3 separate regions of the Mus musculus genome follow, and all the other regions are linked to region 3. Evidence: chromatin contacts called from public Hi-C and HiChIP or PLAC-seq data. All regions are on one chromosome and are shown on one strand. Each heading gives the region's core, a stretch centred on a gene start, on an enhancer-like site or on the middle of the called end of the contact. The rest is flanking DNA. Distances are from core to core; before and after follow the strand shown.

What was found. A called contact is a pair of places that touch in the nucleus more often than the background predicts. HiChIP or PLAC-seq counts read pairs in DNA pulled down with a chosen protein or histone mark.
Region 1: an H3K27ac HiChIP or PLAC-seq map of hepatocytes shows a contact between it and region 3, with 3 times the contacts expected there. The contact joins two enhancer-like sites. A contact is called at or near these places in 6 of 484 Hi-C or Micro-C datasets (Th1 cells, embryonic stem cells, liver and 1 more), 2 of 115 datasets of contacts at active chromatin or transcription factors (extraembryonic endoderm stem cells and hepatocytes) and 4 of 9 other capture datasets (adipose tissue, embryonic stem cells, liver and 1 more).
Region 2: a Hi-C map of liver shows a contact between it and region 3, with 4 times the contacts expected there. The contact joins the promoter of Abca8b here to the enhancer-like site in region 3. A contact is called at or near these places in 2 of 39 promoter capture datasets (liver and macrophages), 2 of 484 Hi-C or Micro-C datasets (liver and muscle stem cells), 4 of 115 datasets of contacts at active chromatin or transcription factors (bone marrow-derived macrophages, extraembryonic endoderm stem cells, hepatocytes and 1 more) and 2 of 9 other capture datasets (adipose tissue and pancreatic islet).

Annotation. Positions count from the first base shown.
Region 1 is chr11:109,969,025-109,972,865 of GRCm38.p6, forward strand. Abca8b (ATP-binding cassette, sub-family A (ABC1), member 8b) reads right to left here. Exons shown (of 39, transcript NM_013851.3): 10 at 2,661-2,829; 11 at 794-852; 12 at 38-148. Among named protein-coding and RNA genes, the nearest start is that of Abca8b, 25 kb to the right of the region's middle. Within about 2 kb of position 1,682, at least 1 of the 459 cell types and tissues checked has an H3K27ac peak or open chromatin away from gene starts, as enhancers often do. A contact at or near this core is called in hepatocytes, where this site is marked.
Region 2 is chr11:109,993,970-109,997,753 of GRCm38.p6, forward strand. Abca8b (ATP-binding cassette, sub-family A (ABC1), member 8b) reads right to left here and starts at 1,876. Exons shown (of 39, transcript NM_013851.3): 1 at 1,643-1,876.
Region 3 is chr11:110,058,148-110,061,996 of GRCm38.p6, forward strand. Abca8a (ATP-binding cassette, sub-family A (ABC1), member 8a) reads right to left here. Exons shown (of 39, transcript NM_153145.4): 20 at 1,733-1,899; 21 at 277-410. Among named protein-coding and RNA genes, the nearest start is that of Abca8a, 36 kb to the right of the region's middle. Within about 2 kb of position 2,159, at least 10 of the 459 cell types and tissues checked have an H3K27ac peak or open chromatin away from gene starts, as enhancers often do. A contact at or near this core is called in hepatocytes, liver and muscle stem cells, where this site is marked.

The DNA of each region.
Region 1 (3,841 bases), core at 432-2,931, 90 kb before region 3:
ATTGGTGGCTGATTTATTTACCAACCTGAATCCTTACCTTTAGTAGGAACAGATAATCCGCTAAGAATATTTAACAGTGTTGATTTCCCAGCTCCACTGTGACCAAGTACTGCTGTGATTTGGCCTTCATATATGTCCAACGTCAGGTCTGGAAGGGAAAACAGAAGGACAGATGGATGATATAAAAAAAGGAGGTAGGAGCAAGAAAATAACTAAAAATGACACAATTCCACTATGGAGCCAATTAGATTATTTTACCTCCTTGAATAAATAGTTTTTTCAAAATATTCTTTGTGAAAATGCAATTTGGTATTTAAAATAACTGAAAAGTGTTACAGCCATAGGTTCCTTGATGTTGCCCTGTATATGCAAAATATTTATTAATATCAAATGGAAGAATAAATTAATAATAAAATACTACATGGCCATTAGTCCTTTAAGATAAGCACTCTTTTAAAATTTCAAGTATTTATTTATTTTAAAAAGAAAACACATAGTACTTTGAAGTACAAGAGAAAACTTTGACCTTGTAGATGCAAGACTCCAAATCTACTTAGGCTAACACAGTATCACACAGTATAGGTTTTAAATACATTGTATTTCAGCACATTTATTCTAACTTTTATAGAAGTTTTATAAAATAGAACTAAAGTACTGAAAGATAAAGTTTATCATGTAAATTAAATAACATTTTAAATTTAAAACATCACCAAGAACCACTCATCAAAAGTAAAATAAATTATGTTTAAATTTAAAAGTCTATCACTATATTATTATTGCTGTTGTTGTTTACCTTTTAAGGCTTCTATTTTATTGGGCTTTCCTTTGTATTCTTTTGAAATATTTCTGATTCTGCAAAAGAGAAAAAGCATGGTTAGGCAACCGGTTCTTCAGTTGGGCCTTCTGGTTTGGTTCATGAGATGGATGGATCTTATTTTCAGGGTTCAGAAAGAGTTGGCACATCACTCTTAGGCATCTTTGGCTATGTGGCACAATCTCTAGGCCATTAGCATCTCCAGGGGAGTAGTAAACTCTGTGCTTATGTTTCACTGCAGATAGCTACGTGGCATGTATTGGGATGGGAGGTGACATTAGTGTATAAGAACAAGATCATCTCTGTAGTGCAAAGCAAGAACCTAGAAGGAGAGATGACATGGGCGTACATCAATGAAAGAACCACCAGGCACTCCTGCACAAGGCTGGAGATGTATGTAGTTATCTTGGCTGAAGAGCTCCAAAGACGTGTTTAGAGGTAGAGTAAGGTGGAGAAGCAATGGATCATGAACCGGAGACACGAGTTTCGCTCTCATGCCCACCTGAGCTCATCCCATTTGTACCGCTTACCTTCCGCTTGCTCAGGTAAGCTTTGGTTTTCCCCCAGCTGACATTTCAGAGCGCCTTCGGCTGTGTTGGGGCTGGGAAATGGAGCTTTCGTTCTGTGGCAAGTGCTTGGTTCACAGTAAATATTCAACAAGCATAGAAGATGCTGGTGAGACCATGGTGATTATGGCCAGGGTGAAGTTTACACACTGAGTGATACTCTAGATCTGGAATTGCACTTCGCTTTATTATCCACAGGGAGTGGAGTTCGCAAATCTGAATCAGATTTATATTTCTTATCTTCCCATCTACTATCAATCAAACAGAGTTCATTCACATTGAACAAATTGTTTCCCTGTTTCTATTTTGAGCACGCTATGGGGCCAGTTCAAGGTCCTCACACTTGGCAAGTGGTGCTGAAGAGATACACAAGAAAAGAAAATAAAGAAACGAATTTTGTGGGGAAGTTGTTTTTCTTGGCTTCCTTAGGTTCCAGGACAAATAGCAGCATAGGGCACTGGTGAGAACAGAATGCAGTGGGCTTTGGGAGCTCAGAGGGTCAAGGGATGAGACATCAAAGGGCTGGTGGGAGATGTCACTGGGGGGGGCGGGGGGAGGTGACATTGGCAACCTGAGGACTTGCTCCTGTTTTCTTATTGGGAAGTAGACAATGTGCTGCCACACTCTGAGGGACACAGCTTCCTGTGTGCCTCTTGTGTCTGTCTCTACAGCTTCTCCTTTTCCTTCCTCCCTACTTTGTGTGCACGTGAGTGTGTGTGTGTGTGTGTGTGTGTGTGTGTGTGGTAACTAGACCTGAAGCTGATGGGGCAAACCTCTTACCCCAGCTATCTTGGACGTGGAAGCTGTCGGGTTGCAAGCTGAAAGCCTGCCTGGGCTACAGAGTAAAATCAAGGACAACTTAGTGAAGCCCTGTCTCAAGAATTAAAAAGTTAAAAATGGGTGGAGGATGTATCTCAGTGATATAGTGGTGTCTAGCATGTGCAAAGCCGGAGGTTTGAGTTCCAGTTTTGAGAGGAGGGAGAGAAGGAGGGAGGGAGGGAAAGAGGGAGGGAGGGAAAGAGGGAGGGAGGGAAAGAGGGAGGAAGTGAGAGAGGAAGGGAGGGAAGGAGGAAGGGAGACAGACAGACAGACAGACAGACAGAGACAGAAAGGATCTCTTGAATGAGTTTTTCTTTATCCTTCCAGTGCAAGTTAGTGTAGATCGCTGGGCGGAGACACCCCTGACTATCTAGAGGCCCTAACGAGTGCTTTGCTTGCTTTCAATGCTAAAATTTGAACTTCCTCTGTCTTAGCGGTGTCTCTGTTCTCATCCTTGTTACCTGATGGATTCTTTCCCGTGGAATTCTGGGGACACCGGTTCAAACGAGTCACCTGATGAAGGAACGGGGTCTATTCCATCTTCAAGAATCACATGAGCAGGCTTTCGTGTTTGTAGCCAAAATGAAGATTTCAGGAAAAACAGGGGAGAGTGCTGATGTCCGTATTCATCTGGAGACCCAAGAGATGAGTGAACATTGAGTCAGTCATCAATTATCCCACTCCTGCCACACCCCCATCTCTGCCACCCTTTTCGGCCAAGCCTGAACACCTACATGGTCCACATGAAGCAACTTTGTAGCTTTATCAGGAAAAATCCTACCAGGATCTCTCCATTGTAATAAGTAGAAGTTCACTGCAAGTATTTCTAAAAGGAGGAATTTCGTAAATCTGATAGTTATACTTGAAGTAGTTTTAATTTGGGGATTAAAAGGGTAAGATCTGCTAGGCATCTGGATTCTGTTTTAAGTCCGAATGTCATATTATGCATAGGAAGAAGACCTCAAGAAGCAGTGGCTGGCTAGATGAGATACTTGGAAAGAAGATGTAATAAGACTTAGGGGAACCAAAGGCACGTTTGTAGTAAAGGAGGAGCTTTGGGGGCTCGTTTGGGAATGCGTTCATCACAAGCATCTTGGTGGATATTAGCCCACTTGAGTGTTATCATTGCTTCCCTTCCGTAGTTTTGGATGTTCTTTGAAGGAGAGGACATGGTTCTCTAATATGCTGCAACTGACCTTCCCTGCCAGAATGGGGAATTTTAGAGCTCAGGCACACTCGTCACATGGGCGGGGCTTCATTCACACAGTAAGTGCTGAGCTCTCTGTGGAACTGGAAGTTTGATTTTTTTCAGCCCGCACCTGTTTCCTACCCGGACTGTTGTGGGATTTCAGCATTTCACAGGATTAGCTTTATTCTTCTGTGATTCATTTTTACTTTCTTTTAAAAAATGTGAATGAAGTCATTTCTAGTCTTATATTTATGCTTTGTGAAAGAGTGGTAGGCAGAAGCCAAAGAATTAGACGACTTGGGATGAAAGAACAATTTCTTGTTATGTTAATAAAGGTGGTTTTAAAGCAGAAAAACTGAACATGTGAATAATGTCTAGAAAAAATATTGAAGAAAAAACCCAAAAAACAAAAAACAAAAAAAACCCAGGAGCCTTCTGAGAGCATGAGGTGTA
Region 2 (3,784 bases), core at 626-3,125, 64 kb before region 3:
TACAACTTCAACAATCAATACTATGCAAACATGCTCTGGTGAAACCTCTTCTGCAAACTAAGGGATGTAAATGCTCTTCAAAAGCATTTTTTTTTTCCTGAGGGAGGACACTGGATACCTAAGCTGAATCATGAAAGGGAAGGCTCCCCAGAATCCCATGCTTATCAGATTTCTGGGAAGCCAGGGGCGTGAATGGCCCGGGCTTTTGACCACAAAGTCAGTAGCTCCATGGTGAATACCATAAAATTGGTTCTAAGTCCTAAGAACTGAAGCGAGTGCTAGGGATGAACCCCACACGATGATCCACAGCAACAAGCTGGTGGGTCCTTACCAGAAGTGCTCCTCATGTTTACCACACACAGAGAGCTCACTCTCGTGGATTCTCTAGAGTCGAAGCTCAGGTGATAAGTCCTGGCCAGTCTAATGGGAGACACAATGGCTGAAGCAGGCTCAGGGGCTATTGCCACAGGAGGAACCTGCATAGGGCTGTTAAAGGAGGTCCCAGGCAAGGCAGACAGGCAAGAAAAGAAAGGAGACAACTCATGGAAAGAGAGAAGGAAGGAATGGATGCCAAGAGTGGAGCTGCATCAGGTTGGAGTGCCCACTGAGGGGCCGCTAAGGTGCCTCATGAGTTGTTCTCAGTCCGGATAATCCAGAGGGAACAACTTCTGAGGGGACTGTGTAGTCTGTTGGGGTGGCAGAGTTGTCTGAGTAGAGATCTCAATACAGAATCAGGCACAGCCCTGCAGGCAACTGCACTCTTGTCTGCAACTTCTCTGATTTTATTTGTAAATTAAAATCGCCTCCTTGTCTGTCCACTCCTGGTGTGTGTGTTCTGCGATTTGTAAAAATACTGAAGACATGAACCCTCCTTATCTGTGGCATAAATAATATCCAAAATGTTTAAGTGGGGGGGGGGGGGGGAGGAGGAGAAAGGGGAAGGGAGGGAGAGACAGACAGACAGACAGACAGACAGAGACAGAGACAGAGACAGAGACAGAGACAGAGACAGAGACAGAGACAGACAGAGACAGAGGGCGAGAGACTAAGTGTTTCTCCTCCCCTGTTGCCCTGGGAGGCTGACACTTCTGTGCTGAAGGATGAACATTCAAAGTTAGGCTGTGAGACAGGAGAGCCCTGCACATTTCACATTCTCATTTCCCCCACGGTGTCAGAACAGCCAGAGATCCAAGAACAGTCACAGCTTGCTATTCATCAAGTGTTCTGTGAACCCTCTCCGGAAGCAGTCTCAGAAAAGTTAACCCCAGATTGCCAAATTACATCATCAAAGCAAATAACTCCAGAGGCAGTACAAGCTTCCCACTCAATCCTGAAGTGTCTCAGCTTGACAGTCAGTCTGTTGGCCAATTTCAGCTCATTCGCACACTCATTTTATGGCTCAGCAGAACATCATGATATAAAGGTATATATTTTAATTGAATACCTTGCTCTATTTAATATTACACACCAGACACCAAAACATTTCAGAATAGCCCACTGATTTTTAAAAAACCAACTTTGACACAGATGGTTAGCATTCAGCTCATAAAACGGTTCATTTTTTTATTATAACAACAACAATAATAATCCCGATGCCCAAACAAATAAACCTGATAAGGAAAACAAAATCTCAGAAACTTACTTTCGGGAAATGCCAAGCAGGGACTCCAGCCGCACCATTTAATCACGGGCTCTGTTTAGAATAATAAAGTGAGACACCTTCCCCTCCCCCTATTCTCCAGCACCTTTCTAGAGTTTAACTGTTTGCTGTCCGTGAACGCGACTGGTGAAAGCTGCTCTCAGCGGGAGTTTATGATCTCAGCTCTGGGTTGGTCTTGCCAAACACCACGGACACGTGACCGCGCATGGCTGCTCCTCTTTTACCGCTGTGCAGCCAGCCCCCGCAGGGCGGTGCCAGTTATATTTGGTCACCTGGCCATGTGGCTGTATAACGGAGGAAATTCAATATTCCCAAGCTTGCAGGATGCCTAAGCTGGAGAGCAACATTTAATGCGTTGCTTTTAAACTGGAAGGTGGTAAATCAGAGAGCTGTGTTATCGGAGGAAAGCTTTCTCTCCACCCACAGCCCTGGGCTTCTGACTTCTTCACTCAGGATTTTCATTCTTATTTCTCAGTTTTGCTTTCATTTAGTTCTCTGGTGATTTTTTTCCAGTTCCCGCTGAGCTTTAGTCTTGACTGTTGATTTATGGAGTAGGTTTTAGGGTCTTCATTCTAGATACTGGAGACAATTATCTTGTATGTCCCTTCTGCTCCTGGAGGAAAGAGATAGACATCAAGGGTCTTCATCAAGTGCTGTCCATATTTCTGTTATTTTTGCAGCTTGATTGCCATTTGCTTAATAAACACTAATCATGGATTATGAATATGCTATTTTATTATATATTATTTTAATTATATATTACTGTGTACCATGCTATTATTTTTCTGACTGGTGTAACTGTGGCATTATTTACCTTGGGGGTATCCAACAGCTATATAATTGAACACCAAGCCTTCTCAATCAGAAGGAAATTGTGTTTGATATTCTAAACCTAGTCAACTCTCTGTGGATGTAGCGGTCATAGACCCTAGAGGAGAATGTACCACTGCTATTTTTCTTAAGCAATATAATTTCTAACTGCATTTTAAATACTTCTTATGCCTACAGTTGAATGTAGTTCTCATGCTTCTTCAAGAAGCTTCCTTTTGCATCTAACTGAGGCTACTACAAGGATCCATAACTGGTCGCCAAGAGGTACCCAGACCCAACACATTATGTACACCCATAATATAAGTTCAGGGAACATCCTGGAAGAAGGGATGTGAATCAGAGGACTAGGCTATATGGCTGCTGGACAATATCTTCTAGACAGGATTGCTGCTCCCGGGAGGTTGCAACAATATATCTGCCTAAAGGAAACTTACATAATGACAACCACAGCTGACATGCCAACAGGAAGAGGTAAAATTTCTAGGGTCTACTCCTAGATAAAGAGATATAGGCAACCAATGACTGGTGAGGAACGGAGAACCAGTGCTCTCCAGAAAAAAGTCTTGTAGTTCATCCAATCCCAAGTGGTCAGCCCTAAAGACGGGTACATATGAACAATGTTAAAAGACATTAGGGGTGTGTGTGTGTGTATGTGTGTGTATGTGTGTGTACAATAGAAATTAAGATGCCATGAATTTGAGAGGGAATTGAGTAGACACACAGGAAAAATTAGAGGGGAAATTATGTAAATGTAATACATGTATGAAATTCTCACACAATTAAAAAACAAATTCATTATACTGTTTTTTTTTGTTGTTGTTTGTTTGTTTTAGAGACAGGGTTTCTCTATGTATCACCGTAATTTTTATTTTAAAAAGGTTTATTTATTTTATCTTATGTGTTTGGGTGTTTTGGTTGTACGTCTGTGCATGCGCATACATCAAGTGCATACCTTGTGTCCGTGGGGTTAAGAATTGAGTCAAATCCCTTGGAACTGGAGTTACAGATTGCAGATTACCGTATGGGAACTGAATCTGGGTCCTCTGCAAGAGCAACTGTGCTCTTTATCCCTGAGCCACCTCTCCAGTCCCCAATCCACCTTATTATTATTTTTAACCAATGAACTTAAGCTTTTATTGGTTATTTTATATTTCAAATATTGTGCCCCTTCTGGTTTCTCCTCACAAACTACCCATCCCATCTCCCCTCCCCTTTGCTCTCTCATCCACTTACCCACCCACTCCTGCCTCACCACTCTAGCATCCTTTATGCTGACCCATCAAGCCTCCACAG
Region 3 (3,849 bases), core at 909-3,408:
AACTCAAGTAATAATTATACAACGAGCTAATGGTGAATGTAACTTTACTATATTAAACTCATGAATACAATTCTATGAATAATGAATGAAAGTAGGAATCTTAATGCATTCTCTTAAGTAAATTTAAAGTTTAAATGGAATAATTTTAGCCCAAATTCTCTCCTCAAATACAAAATATATACACAGATATGTTATTTGTATACAATATCTCAGATGCCATTTTTCATCAGATTGCCCTATAATAGCCATAGCTCTGTGCCCTGGGGATGCACGTACCTTCTCGTCACCTGATAGGATGATAGCTCCATTATACTGACTGTCCTCGGTGCCATTTCTAGTCCCAAAGGCATCAACTTCCAAAGCTATGTTCTGTTGTTCCAGTGAATGTATAAAGTCATCGATTTTTGCTCCTAGTAGTAAAATGTAAAAGGCACTATAAATCCAAAAGAACACTACAAAATTATGTATCAAAATGACTCTTCACAGTCATTTGATTGTTACAGCATGCAATAGTATGGATTTTAATTCTCCATATATTTCTTTTCTGAACAAATACCTTTTGTTCCCTTTTTTATTTATGTGCATGTGCGCATGCTATTATTCGTGCAAGAGCACATGCATACACAAGCATGTGGAGGCCAAAGATCTCTGTCATCACTCTTCACTGTACATATTGAACCAGGGTTTTTCCCTTAGGCTAGAGCTCACCAACTCAGTCTATTTGGCCAGCTGCTCTGAGTACCCATTTCTAGGATTACACATAGGTCTCCATATTCACTAAGCTTTTTTTAAGCCCGCATTTTTATTAGTTATTTAAGAATTTCAAATATGCATAGAATCTGCCTTGGTCATATTTCCACTCACCACTGCTTCTCCTAACTTCTATCAGCCACACCTCCTACCTTGACACCTTCCCCAGTTCTGGACTTTGTTTCTTTATAATCCATTGAGTACAGTTAGTGCTGCCCATATGAGAACTGGTATGGGGGCATCCAATGAATCATGGGATCTTAGCTATTTTTGTACTGCTATGATAAAACACCAGGACCAAAAGCAACTTGCACATGTCGGGGCGGGTATGTGTTTACTTTAGCTTACAGATATGATGCTGCATGAAGAGAAGTCGGTCATACCAACAAATCTTTATGTGGGCTCTGGGGATCTGAACTCTGTCCTCAATGCTTGCACCCCAAGTGCTTGACCCATTAAAATTCTTGCTGAGTCTTCAATTGTTCTTTTATAGACTATCTAAATATGGTTTGATAAAGATAATAATTCTCATGTGCTCATGATCTCTTCTAGTTAAAAATAATTCTGATAATTAAAAACAACTTTTGTTAACACCTTGTGACTTTTAGACTAAAACTTGTTAGAATCAAACAACGTATTCCGTTGAACTGATGGGAGCAATAGTAATCATGTAATTTAAATGTTTTTAAATTTAAAAGGTATGCCTACCAACGTGCTCCTCTTCCCAACTATCAAGTCTCTCTTTATAATCATTGTGACATTCAATTTTCACAACATTTCTATATAACCCTTAATTTTTTAATGTGTGCTGATATAAAACATATCTCCTTTATCATATATTTTTGGCTTCGTTGTTTCAATTAAGATAGAGCTTCCTAAACTGGATGTAAGCACATTCGTCTTTCTGTCATGTGTGTCTTTCCTAAGCAATGTTCTGAGCAGTGACAATATTCATAAACCACATGTTTAGCAACATGTTTACCTGTTTTGTTGACGATCAGTAAGTTCGTGAGGGGCGGCTGTGGTTGCTGGCCTGGTGTGAGGAAGTACATATGAGGGGCAAGCTCCCAACAGTAGTCACTTTGACGGACCATCCTGTAAATATTTGCTGACAAAATATGCAGAAGTCCAATCCCCAAAACCAGAATCCTAAACAGAAAAAATAATTGACAGCGTAGAGCTCTAGCCATTGTCCAGTCTTCAGAGCATTCTTTCAAAGGCATGGATATACTACAAGCAAGGCATTATTAGAGACAGACATTCATATGTGTGGTCCTTTGTCTTGGTTCTTAAATTATTCCTTGTCTTTAAAGTGGGAGCAAAAACCAAGGATTCCCCATCAGCACACTTCGCTTGATGCCCTCTGATCATGGGACAGCTTGTGCAATGTCCTTACATGGCAAGTTGAGCTCTAGCCTTGTTTTCTCTGTGTTTATCCTACTGTTCCCTCTCTGCTGCACAGTGCACCACTCCCCAGACTCACGAGTTGCTCTTTGCTCTTTGCTCTCTGCTCTCCTAACCATTGTCTCTAGTTTTGCTCATGGTAACAGTTTCTTTTTCTTTTTTTTTTTAATTAGGTATTTTCTTTATTTACATTTCAAATACTATCCCAAAAATTCCCTATACCCTCCCCCTTCCATGGCTTGTGCTGTAAGATCAAGAACTGACAAATGGGACCTCATAAAATTGCAAAGCTTCTGTAAGGCAAAAGACACTGTCAATAAGACAAAAAGGCCACCAACAGATTGGGAAAGGATTTTTTTTACCAATCCTAAATCTGATAGGGGACTAATATCCAATATATACAAAGAGCTCAAGAAGCTGAACTCCAGAAATCCAAATAAGCCCATTAAAAAATGGAGTACAGAGCTAAACAAAGAATTCTCACCTGAGGAATACTGAATGGCTGAGAAGCACTTGAAAAAATGTTCAACATCCTTAATCATCAGGGAAATGCAAATCAAAACAGCCCTGAGATTCCATCTCACACCAGTCAGAATGGCTAAGATCAAAAATTCAGGTGACAGCAGATGCTGGTGAGGATGTGGAGAAAGAGGAACACGCCTCCATTGCTGGTGGGATTGCAAGCTTGTACAACCACTCTGGAAGTCAGTCTGGCGGTTCATCAGAAAATTGGACATAGTAACAGTTTCTTAAGCCTCACTGACATAAGCCATTACTTATTTTTGTGTTTTCCTTTCCTTTGATTCCCATTTGAAAAGTTTAAAACTTGGATCCCAGCACTTCAGCACTAATGCGGAAACCTCATCCTTATTTCCTTCCAAGCATGGGTGGCACGGCCACAGCCACTGGGAAACGCAAACGTTGTGAAGTCAGCACAGCTGTTTGACACAGTTCCAGCAAAGCTGGGCTGAATGCTGTGATGGCTGTCCTTCTGTCTCTCACTTCTGGGTTCTTGTCTCTGTGTGTTACATTTGTGGAAACTCTGCATTATGACTCATTGTATGTCTTTTCCTGAGAAAATGATTTCTGAGTCTTTTTTAAGGAAAGTCCTAAACTCACCTCTGCTTTATCTGGCCTCTATTTGGAAAACTTCCTTGTGCCCTAGAGATTGCAATAAGCTAGGATAAACAAAAGCTAGGAAGTTGTAAAGGAGACCACAAGCCCAGGAATCCTCTTCGGGTATCTGCCCTTAAGCAAGCTCAAACAGTATAATTGGTAAAAGGTAAACCCTTACTGACTAGGATAATTAGCAACAGAGTCTAGGCTCCCTTTTATAATATGCTTAGATCTCTCTGAAATTTTAGTTTAGAGATAGGGAATCATACAAGGAACACCCCTGAAAGACTAGACCCCACTAAATTAGGAAGATTGACCAAAATAAACATTTTCTGTCTTATAACATAGATGATGAAATAATATTGTAAAGGGAGATAGGTATTAGTATTTGCTATTCATAAAAAAGACCAGTTTAGGTATTTTCTGCTTGTTTGAGGTGCTTTAAAACTGTAAATACTGCCAGCCTAAAATCAGGCTGTTGTTATATAATAAATGTGTTTGCTTTGACAGAAACATTCTTCAGAATCTTTGAATTGGAGTGATAGGGCTAATAATAAAAATAAAATCTGTTCTATTTGT